Regions from separate parts of the Mus musculus genome. Here all the other regions are linked to region 1. Evidence: chromatin contacts called from public Hi-C and HiChIP or PLAC-seq data. All regions are on one chromosome and are shown on one strand. The core of a region is the stretch at or near the end of the contact, and the rest is flanking DNA. Distances in the headings are between cores, read along the strand shown. Region 1 has its middle 320 kb from the start of Gm23892. Region 2 has its middle 460 kb from the start of Gm20125. Region 3 has its middle 590 kb from the start of Gm20125.

Region 1 (2,798 bases), core at 147-2,646:
TAAGTAATCACATTGTTTAGAATATAACAAGTTATTTTATTTGTAAAGGTTTTACTTTTATTCATATATGTATGTATATGTATATGATTATGTATGTAGGTGCCTGTGGAGACCAGAAGAAGCCTCCTGGAGCTGAAATTACAGAGTCAGTAAATAGCAGCCTTCTATAGCTTCTAGGAACAGAACTCCAGACCTCTAGAAGAGCAGCAGGTGCTCTTAACTGTGAGACCATCTCTCTAGTCCCATAGTGTGAGTTTTTGTGAAACATTTATATCAAACATTTAATCATACTTACTTTATAGGTATAAGCAGGGTCTAAATAGGTTCTCGTTAAACAGTAGGGATTTAAGGAGTTCTTATGAATAATTGAATAATAATGAAACATTTCCCCCCATTTTTAGATGTAATATTATACTAATCCATAGATTTGACATTAAAAAGGTCATAATACATTAAACCACTGCAAGTGAACATATCACACTGAAAACTTTATTGAAATGATTGTTTGTGATTCTTATTGTTCACATCCTGATCCCTGTATTAACTGCCCTCTGCACCCAGACATTTCCTTTGTTTTATGCATGGGAAGGAAGGCCAGGCTGAGCAGCACATATCTGCCTTAATGGACAGAGGAGGAGCCTGCCTACCCTGGTGCCTGGGCACATGAGTGCCTTTTTATCCCCTTTCCTCCTCGGGTCTTAATTAGCATCGGTGATTCAGGCTGGCTACATTTTTCATCCAAGTTTTTCTTTCAAGTTACGAATCAATAACTCGTTAATGAAGCCAGAAGAGAGAGAGAGAGAGAGAGAGAGAGAGAGAGAGAGAGAGAGAGAGAGAACACGAAGCATTCTTAAACGTCTACTACCACTCCCAGAAGCAAACCAACAAGCCTGGAGCTTCAGAGAAATCATTCAGCTAGCAAAACTGTGTGGTTGCTGGGAGGGAGGGTAATTGATTTAGTGAGGAGGATTGTAAGACCTTTAAGTATTCAGTTCAACACATAGTATATCAAATGTTGCTTTCAGTAGTATTAATATTTGCATTATGATTTTCAATTTCATCTTCATGAAATGTCATATAATACAGTCTTAATAAAATGCTTCTAAAGCTACCGTACATCGGAGGAGGCATTAATTCAACTTTCTCTAGATGAAGTTGTTTAGAAAAACATTACGCCTTAGACCTTCCGAAGAAGCTGAGTGGTGGTGGGGGGTGGGGAGGAGGCTGATCGTTAGCATTCATGCAGATACCAGAGAAGGTCATTTGCACTTCTGTGCCAGACCTTTCAAAAATAAAGTAAAAAAAAAAAAAAAAGGTCAGGTCTCAGCTCACAGTTCAGAGAACTGACCACTAGGTGGCAGAAGCGCTCCTTCTGCTAACTCAGCCTCTCCTGGTGTGGGCTGTAATTAGGTCAGTGTAAGTTAAAGTAGGGCTGAGAGATGAATAAAGTAGATTTTCTCCTCTAGAACACACTGCAGTTTAATTTCACTTCTTTCTACAGTGTGCGATGAAGGTGGACTTAACTTTTAAAGGCAAAGAGACAAACCACTGCCAGGATAAATGAGAAGACGCAGAGGGGGCAACTGGCACCACACAGGAGAGGAAATGCTTTCTGGCTGGTTCCTAATTTTCATATCCGGGTTATCGTCAGAAATCATTTTCAGAGGTAAGGTAATGAATGCTTTATGTAAGGAAGAGGTGACTTCTGAAGCCCAAAGGGGTGGGCTTGCTGGTGTTCAAAAATCCATTCCCTTTATTGATGATCCGTGCAATAAAGCTATTTTCTTTGATGATGTTTCATTTATTTATTTATTTATTTATTTATTTATTTATTTATTTATTTATCTAATTTTGTCAGCAGCCAGAAACATGTTAATCTGAGGAAAAGCTCCACACCCCCACACAGACTTCCCTTTCCTGGCGAGTGTGCCAAGGAGGAAGAGCTGCTGAAGGTGAAAGTTGAAACCTCCTGCTCTTGTCTTGGTGGCTCTGGGGAGGACAGAAAGACCTCAGCACATGAATCTAGCTCTAGCATTAAAACTGCAGCAGGCCACCATGGAGTGGTGTCCCCCAAAAGCATCTGGCTGCTGTGTTCACTTACATGAGGAACAGCAGAAAATGTGAACAATCACAGGGAAAATGTATCCTTTACCCAGCCCCAGCCGTTGACCATAGCATTGAATGTGTGCAAGGTCGGCTTCTGTTCTTTGTTTTTGCCTTTAAGAAAATAGGGGAAAATAGGGTTTAAGTTAGACATACGCTAGGTAGAAATGTTTCCTGATTCTAGATTCTCTATAGTTTGAGAGTATCTAGCTGAATGCAGTGTTGTTCCTTTAGATTACAGATTGTGTCACAGGTAGTTCCAAACTCAAAGACAGAGGAAGGGCAGTTGGTGACATAATTAAAAAAAAAAAAAAAAAAGAAAAGAAAAAAGTAAAGAAAAGGCACACACTGTATAATGGTCAATGAGAAGATGAGGTGAGCACAAAGCTGTGTCTCTGACAAACTGAGATTCCCCAGATAATTTCTGGGTTTTCAGATATGATTCTAAGATAATTCCCCAGCATTGCCCAGTTGTTAGTGTCGGTGCTACCCCCAAATTTCTTCTGCCTATTTGTCAGTACCTCATGCCTGTACACGCTGCTATCTGTACTGCATGTGAGATGATGCCTGAATCTGTGTGCTGTTCTGTGTTCATAGATTTGTCTCCAGAATCACAGACAGTCACATTAAATCTATATTCAATATGTTATATGACTGAATTCTCTGTTCTGTAAATGATGTCCTCTGCATGGCTC
Region 2 (2,798 bases), core at 153-2,652, 1.3 Mb after region 1:
ACATGTGTGATGCTACTGATTTAAAAAAAAAAAAAAGCACAATGTTGTCCAACTCAACCTCCAAGTCGTTTAGAACAATTGAAGAAATAAGTAAGAAAAGGCACAGCAAGAAATCAACAGGCTGGCTGAATTCCACACCTTCTATGTGGAGAAGTCATCACTTAAACCATATACTACTCAGTCACCTGCTCCTGACAGGCGGCAACTAAAGATTCTGAGCAGAACGATGCTGTCGCTTACGTGTCTATTTGGAACAACAGTTAAAAGGATGTTGATTAAGGGCTACAGATCATACTGTTCAGCAAGGGAAAATGTCTTACAAATCACCCCAAGTCCATGAGCACATGTCTGTGATCCATTACTGCTAAGACAGAGATAGCCATATTCCTAGGATCAGCAGCCTATTTGGTGGGTTCTGTGTCAGTGAGAGACCTTGTCTCAAAAAGCAAGGTAGATGCTGAAAGTACGACATTCAAGGAGTCTATGTCCATCCATACTTATGTGTATAGCAACCTCTTGACACACATCTGCACCACAAATACACACACACACACACACACACACACACACACACACACACACACACACGTGTGTGTGTGTGTGTGCGCGCATACATGCATACTTGTGCACACACTCACATTACATATTGCCAATGGTAGATTAAGTATTGGCAAATGGTAATTAGAATGCTGGTTCTGTGTTTCAAGTAGCCATTACTAAGACATAATTAGTCATGATATTACAGTGAGGGTAAATAAAAAATTATATTTGTAACTTATTCAATTTATTGATTTGAATTTATTGATTTGAATCAGTCATGTGTGTTGATGCAGAGGAAGGAATACTCTTAGATGCCAAAGTGTGAAGTGAAAAGAAGCTAGGTTAGCAATGCCAAATAAATAACTTCAGGTATATTGTCTGGGTGTGGCCATGAGATAACCAATGAAAAGGGTGGGAATGAGAGAATACATTGTTTCAGGAGAAAGGACCCAATATGTAGAACCAAGGATCATTAGAGTAGTCCAGCCCCTTGAAGATAAGAATGTAGACCTGACAGGAAATAAAGATGAAGAATAAGGAAGAGAAGTGCAAATAGTACAGATAATTTTGGAGGTGAATTGAAAATGTTCTGTAATTTAGATCTGAAAAAAAAATACAAGCTACATTGAAAAAGCCAGAAGGAATGGATGTGTAGACACAGAAGAACAGTTAGAGAAGAAGAACCAATTACAAGGTTCTGAGACTCCTACAGAAGGGCTTTTAGAATGAACACCATGACCTTACAGAATGTCATGAAATAAACTAGATAGAAGTATGACCAAGAATGGGCTATGGATGAGTGCTGTTGACACAGGAAGCTTCTATTGCACAATGATGACAGCCATCCAGCCAAGACAAAAAATGTTCCCTCTGGCTCTGCCCCCAGATGGAGCTGTGTGCTCATCAGCAGAGCTATAAAATGGCATGTCATGGGAGTGGAGGATGAAAACTGTCTCTGTAACTCTCACCATTCAAAAGTTTGTCAAAGCAGCATTATTCTTTGAGGATAAGCAACTGTCCTCTGTAGTAACTTGACACATACTAAGTGAAGTTCATCTTGCACTGAGAATCCCTTTCCCACACTCAGTGTGAAAGGGAGGGAAATATTTTCTGAAAATACTGACAATTTGCTCAGTTATTTTCCATATTTAACTTATTTAGAAAATGTCCTCAATATAATGTCTGCCGCCATCTAACATTTAACCTGTGTAGCATATACAATTTCATTGGGCTTACAACGTTTGGGAATTCCATTTTTTCACATGCAAAGGAAGATTTAATATGCAGTAGAAGATGACTCTGCCTTACAAAAATAAATGAGAAACTGCTGTTCTTTGTTCAAGGTCAAATGTCGCTTTCAATTAAATGTAGGTATTTAAGAGGGGGTCCTGATGAATGCAAGCAGTAAGCTTGAAAGCCCATAAGCATACATTCAAAGAGCCTTAGAACTCAAAGAAAAGAGTGAATGTAAATTTTCAGAACTGTCAATTTTTCATTTGAAATTTTGGTCTTTATTTCTTCTTATAATCTGCCCTAGTCAAGCACATATTTATTTCTTTCAAACCTGCTCCTTTCTTTGAAACTGTTGTTATATTTCCATGAAAATGACATCTTTGTTCTTTAGAAAATCATTCCCAGCTTATTGTCTGCCCTGAATTACAATAATCCTATATTTGTTACAATCTAATCACTTCTACAGCAACCTACTGTGAGGTTAGAAGTAAAGGATTAAAACTTCAAGTAGAAATACAAAACCACCCCCTTAACAAACCACAATATATTTTTTCAACATAAATATCCCAAGGAACAAAGAAACATTTTGACATAAGAACTCTGCAGAATATAGAAAAACGCAGCAGAACTGTTTATCAAAGTTTTCCTTGGTGTGTCAGCAGGTTCTGTGTAACTGACAGTGCTGATCCAAACGTTTTGATAGTAATAGAAGTGTTAACAGTGATAAGAACAAAAAAATATTAAACACTGTTGACTGTAACATTTCATTTCCACTGCCCTAATGCTGTTAGTGCAGAAAAATGGAACAAGAGGGAAGAGACTCAGCCACACAGCCAATGGAAATGAGGATTTAGTGGCAGGAGCTACAGAGGCATATAGGCATTAACAAAAAAGGAAAACCAAGAAAAGAAAGGAGAGAAGGAAGAACAAAAAGAGAGAGGAAAAAGAAAGTTAAACTAGCTCTGTCTTTATTGGTGACAGCAAAATTAGAGGAGATATTATTTGAAAACAAATGTGTAATAAAT
Region 3 (2,798 bases), core at 84-2,583, 1.2 Mb after region 1:
AGCCTTAAAAAAACATACAAACAGGTAACATTATACATATTAAACAGGTTATATTCAGAAATATACACACACACACACATGCACACACACACACACACATATATACATACATATATATATATATATATATATATGCATGCAATAACAGCTGCTGAAAAAGATAAGAGGCTATGAATTTTAAGCAGAGTTGGGAGAGGTATATGGGACGCTTTCAAGGACAAATGGGAAGGGAAGCTGTTGTAATTATAATATAATCTCAATTTTTAAGTTTAAAAAACAACTAAATGAAAAATTTAAAAAATCAAAACCTAAAAATAGAAAGCAGGTGGTGTGTGTGTGTGTGTGTTTGTGTGTGTGTGTGTGTGTGTGTGTGTGTGTGTGTTTGTGTGTATGGGGAAAGAATATGGCTGTGAGTTAGTCTACTCTGCTAGAAAGCCAATTTATAGGACTTAGAGAAAGCATCGATATCTGAGTGAATAAAGTTTTGACTACTTTTTTCCACCTCTACCTATAATTTTTTACACCCGAACAACATTTTTCTTCCTGAGGAGCAGTGAAAGCCACAGTCAATCAATCAATAACTGAACTACTTAACATGAAAAAAATAAAGATATTTCCATCAATCTTTTTGTCTTTCTGGTTTTCAAATAAAATTATTATTTTATATGATGGTTACATTTATAAAAATACACATAATACATATACACATGTTTGCTTCTTGATGTTGTCTATATTGGTGTATGAATACAAAATTCACAAATTTACAACCATAATAGATATATGTAAAGTGTTCTTTAATGAAGCCATAAGTCATGAATCTGGCCTCATATTTTCTATGATGAGTCTTGTCCCCTTACTGTATAACCTGTTTTTATTTTATATAAATTTCAGTTTTTCTGTTGCATATGGTAATGTTATGACATGTGCTGAATGAATTCACTTGCTCTGTCATGTTTCATGTTTATTCCATATGCCTATCATAGACAGCATATCAGATTGTAAATGTGGATGTCATATGATATTGATTATTTGTTTGAAGCAAATATCACAAGAAATTGAAGATTCTTTTCTATCCTTAGCAAACAGAGGCACGAGACTAGTAAATCAGAGTCAGTTCTAAGTTCTGCATCAACAGGTGGAGATGTTTTCTCTTAAAAGAAAACTCCTACACAATAGAAACTTCCTATCTGATCTAAACTCCAAATATTACATTTTGGGTGTCACACACATTCTTCTGTACAGCTATCATCAACAAGGAAATACCATGCTCTTAGGTATTCTGCAGGAGAAAACCCTCAAAAAACCCCGCCCATGATAAGAATTTTCCTAGGACAGTCATCATCTTTGTTTTGTTATGAGGTGGAAAAATAAGCAGAGGTTGAGTAAAGAGGCTGTGTACATGTGTGAGCTCATGGAGAAAGAGTCTGGATTATAGCCAAGCAGTCCTTGATACTGCTGCATCTGTACCGAAGCCCAAAATAACCAAAGAGGGAAAAACTAGAGATCTTCCTTACTCCAGTGTGTATGCAATACTTGTTTATACCATAGTATCTAGAAATAACAATGTCAAACAACACTATATTATTATATCAGTACCACTGGCAGTTTGTGCTCAGGGGAAACAATATTTGGAGACAGTACTAACCACTCATAGCCAAGGTAAACGAATACATTTGCTGTCATGTGTACAAAGCACACATTTCTAAAGCCTCCTATGATTAGAGACATACGGATTGGTTCTTCAACTTCGCAAATCATGGGCATGAAAATTATATCCTGAGGCTAAAAGACACATTTCCAAACAGAAGCACTCAAAAATCTGTGGATTGCAGAACCTTAAAAAAAATCCCCCATAAAAAATTCCACGGTGTTTACCATGTGCTGAAAAGTTTGACGAATATTCAGTGTTTTATTTATAGTCATGAGTCACCAGAGTTTTGAAATGGTTAACAGCAAAACATGTAATGTGTCCAACAGTGAGAAAGGCACTGGGGAAAACCTGACTTCCAGAGAATAATGACTCATTCTAATTGTCGTTTTTTTTAATATAAATATATTAACAAATAACATTTTATAATGAGTTATTTTCTATATAATGTTTCCCACCTACACATATACAAAGAGCTAGTAGGGATACCATGTCTTAACATCTGTTCAGCATGCAGAAGTTATAAATGACAAGCAATAGATAAATGCCAATGTGGGTTAGAGATTATATTGCTGTTATTTATTAAACAACAAAGGAAGTCATTCAATTTGCCAAAATTACTTTTGAGAAAAAGCCAAGTGTTTGGAAAGCATTTATAAGTTAATGTGATCCACTTCAGACCCACCTGTTTCTCTGGACTCTCAGTTACATGCAAGTTTTCCATCCACCCACAGGACTCTCCTCTCAGTGACTGTGGTTAAAGGAGTATCCTGAATTCCTTCTACTTTATATATACCATTTACAGCTATCTAAATTAACTAAAATTATGTGTATATGATTAGGTATTTAAACCACAGAAAAATCAAAGTATGAATAATTATTCTGATATTTATAATTCAATAAATAAAATCAATAAATAAAATTAGATGCTTAAATCAGGCTACATTTAATAAGTGATAAGTGAATTATTATAAGTAACTTTTGGCAATTACTAAATATCCAATAAAGTATGAATGATATAAATGATTGCTATGTTTTCTGTGTATGAACACCAAATGTGAAAACTATATGGCTCACGGATTTCACTCCAATTAAGAGAAACAACATTGCATTGTAAGTTTTTAAAATTTCCAATGTTAAAAGAATATAC

What was found. HiChIP or PLAC-seq counts read pairs in DNA pulled down with a chosen protein or histone mark. Hi-C and Micro-C count contacts between places; a contact is called where the count stands out from the background.
Region 2: a RAD21 HiChIP or PLAC-seq map of pro-B cells shows a contact between it and region 1, with 38 times the contacts expected there. The contact joins two enhancer-like sites. A contact is called at or near these places in 2 of 15 datasets of contacts at CTCF or cohesin (large pre-B cells and pro-B cells), 10 of 484 Hi-C or Micro-C datasets (the AML12 cell line, B cells, the BV-2 cell line and 6 more) and 1 of 115 datasets of contacts at active chromatin or transcription factors (acute myeloid leukemia).
Region 3: a Hi-C map of the C2C12 cell line shows a contact between it and region 1, with 7 times the contacts expected there. The contact joins two enhancer-like sites. A contact is called at or near these places in 2 of 15 datasets of contacts at CTCF or cohesin (large pre-B cells and pro-B cells), 4 of 484 Hi-C or Micro-C datasets (the C2C12 cell line, adipose-derived mesenchymal stem cells, cortical neurons and 1 more) and 1 of 115 datasets of contacts at active chromatin or transcription factors (acute myeloid leukemia).

Annotation. Positions count from the first base shown.
Region 1 is chr10:15,298,900-15,301,697 of GRCm38.p6, forward strand. No RefSeq gene overlaps it. Among named protein-coding and RNA genes, the nearest start is that of Gm23892, 320 kb to the left of the region's middle. Within about 2 kb of position 1,397, at least 70 of the 459 cell types and tissues checked have an H3K27ac peak or open chromatin away from gene starts, as enhancers often do. A contact at or near this core is called in the C2C12 cell line and pro-B cells, where this site is marked.
Region 2 is chr10:16,635,804-16,638,601 of GRCm38.p6, forward strand. No RefSeq gene overlaps it. Among named protein-coding and RNA genes, the nearest start is that of Gm20125, 460 kb to the right of the region's middle. Within about 2 kb of position 1,403, at least 23 of the 459 cell types and tissues checked have an H3K27ac peak or open chromatin away from gene starts, as enhancers often do. A contact at or near this core is called in pro-B cells, where this site is marked.
Region 3 is chr10:16,506,503-16,509,300 of GRCm38.p6, forward strand. No RefSeq gene overlaps it. Among named protein-coding and RNA genes, the nearest start is that of Gm20125, 590 kb to the right of the region's middle. Within about 2 kb of position 1,334, at least 47 of the 459 cell types and tissues checked have an H3K27ac peak or open chromatin away from gene starts, as enhancers often do. A contact at or near this core is called in the C2C12 cell line, where this site is marked.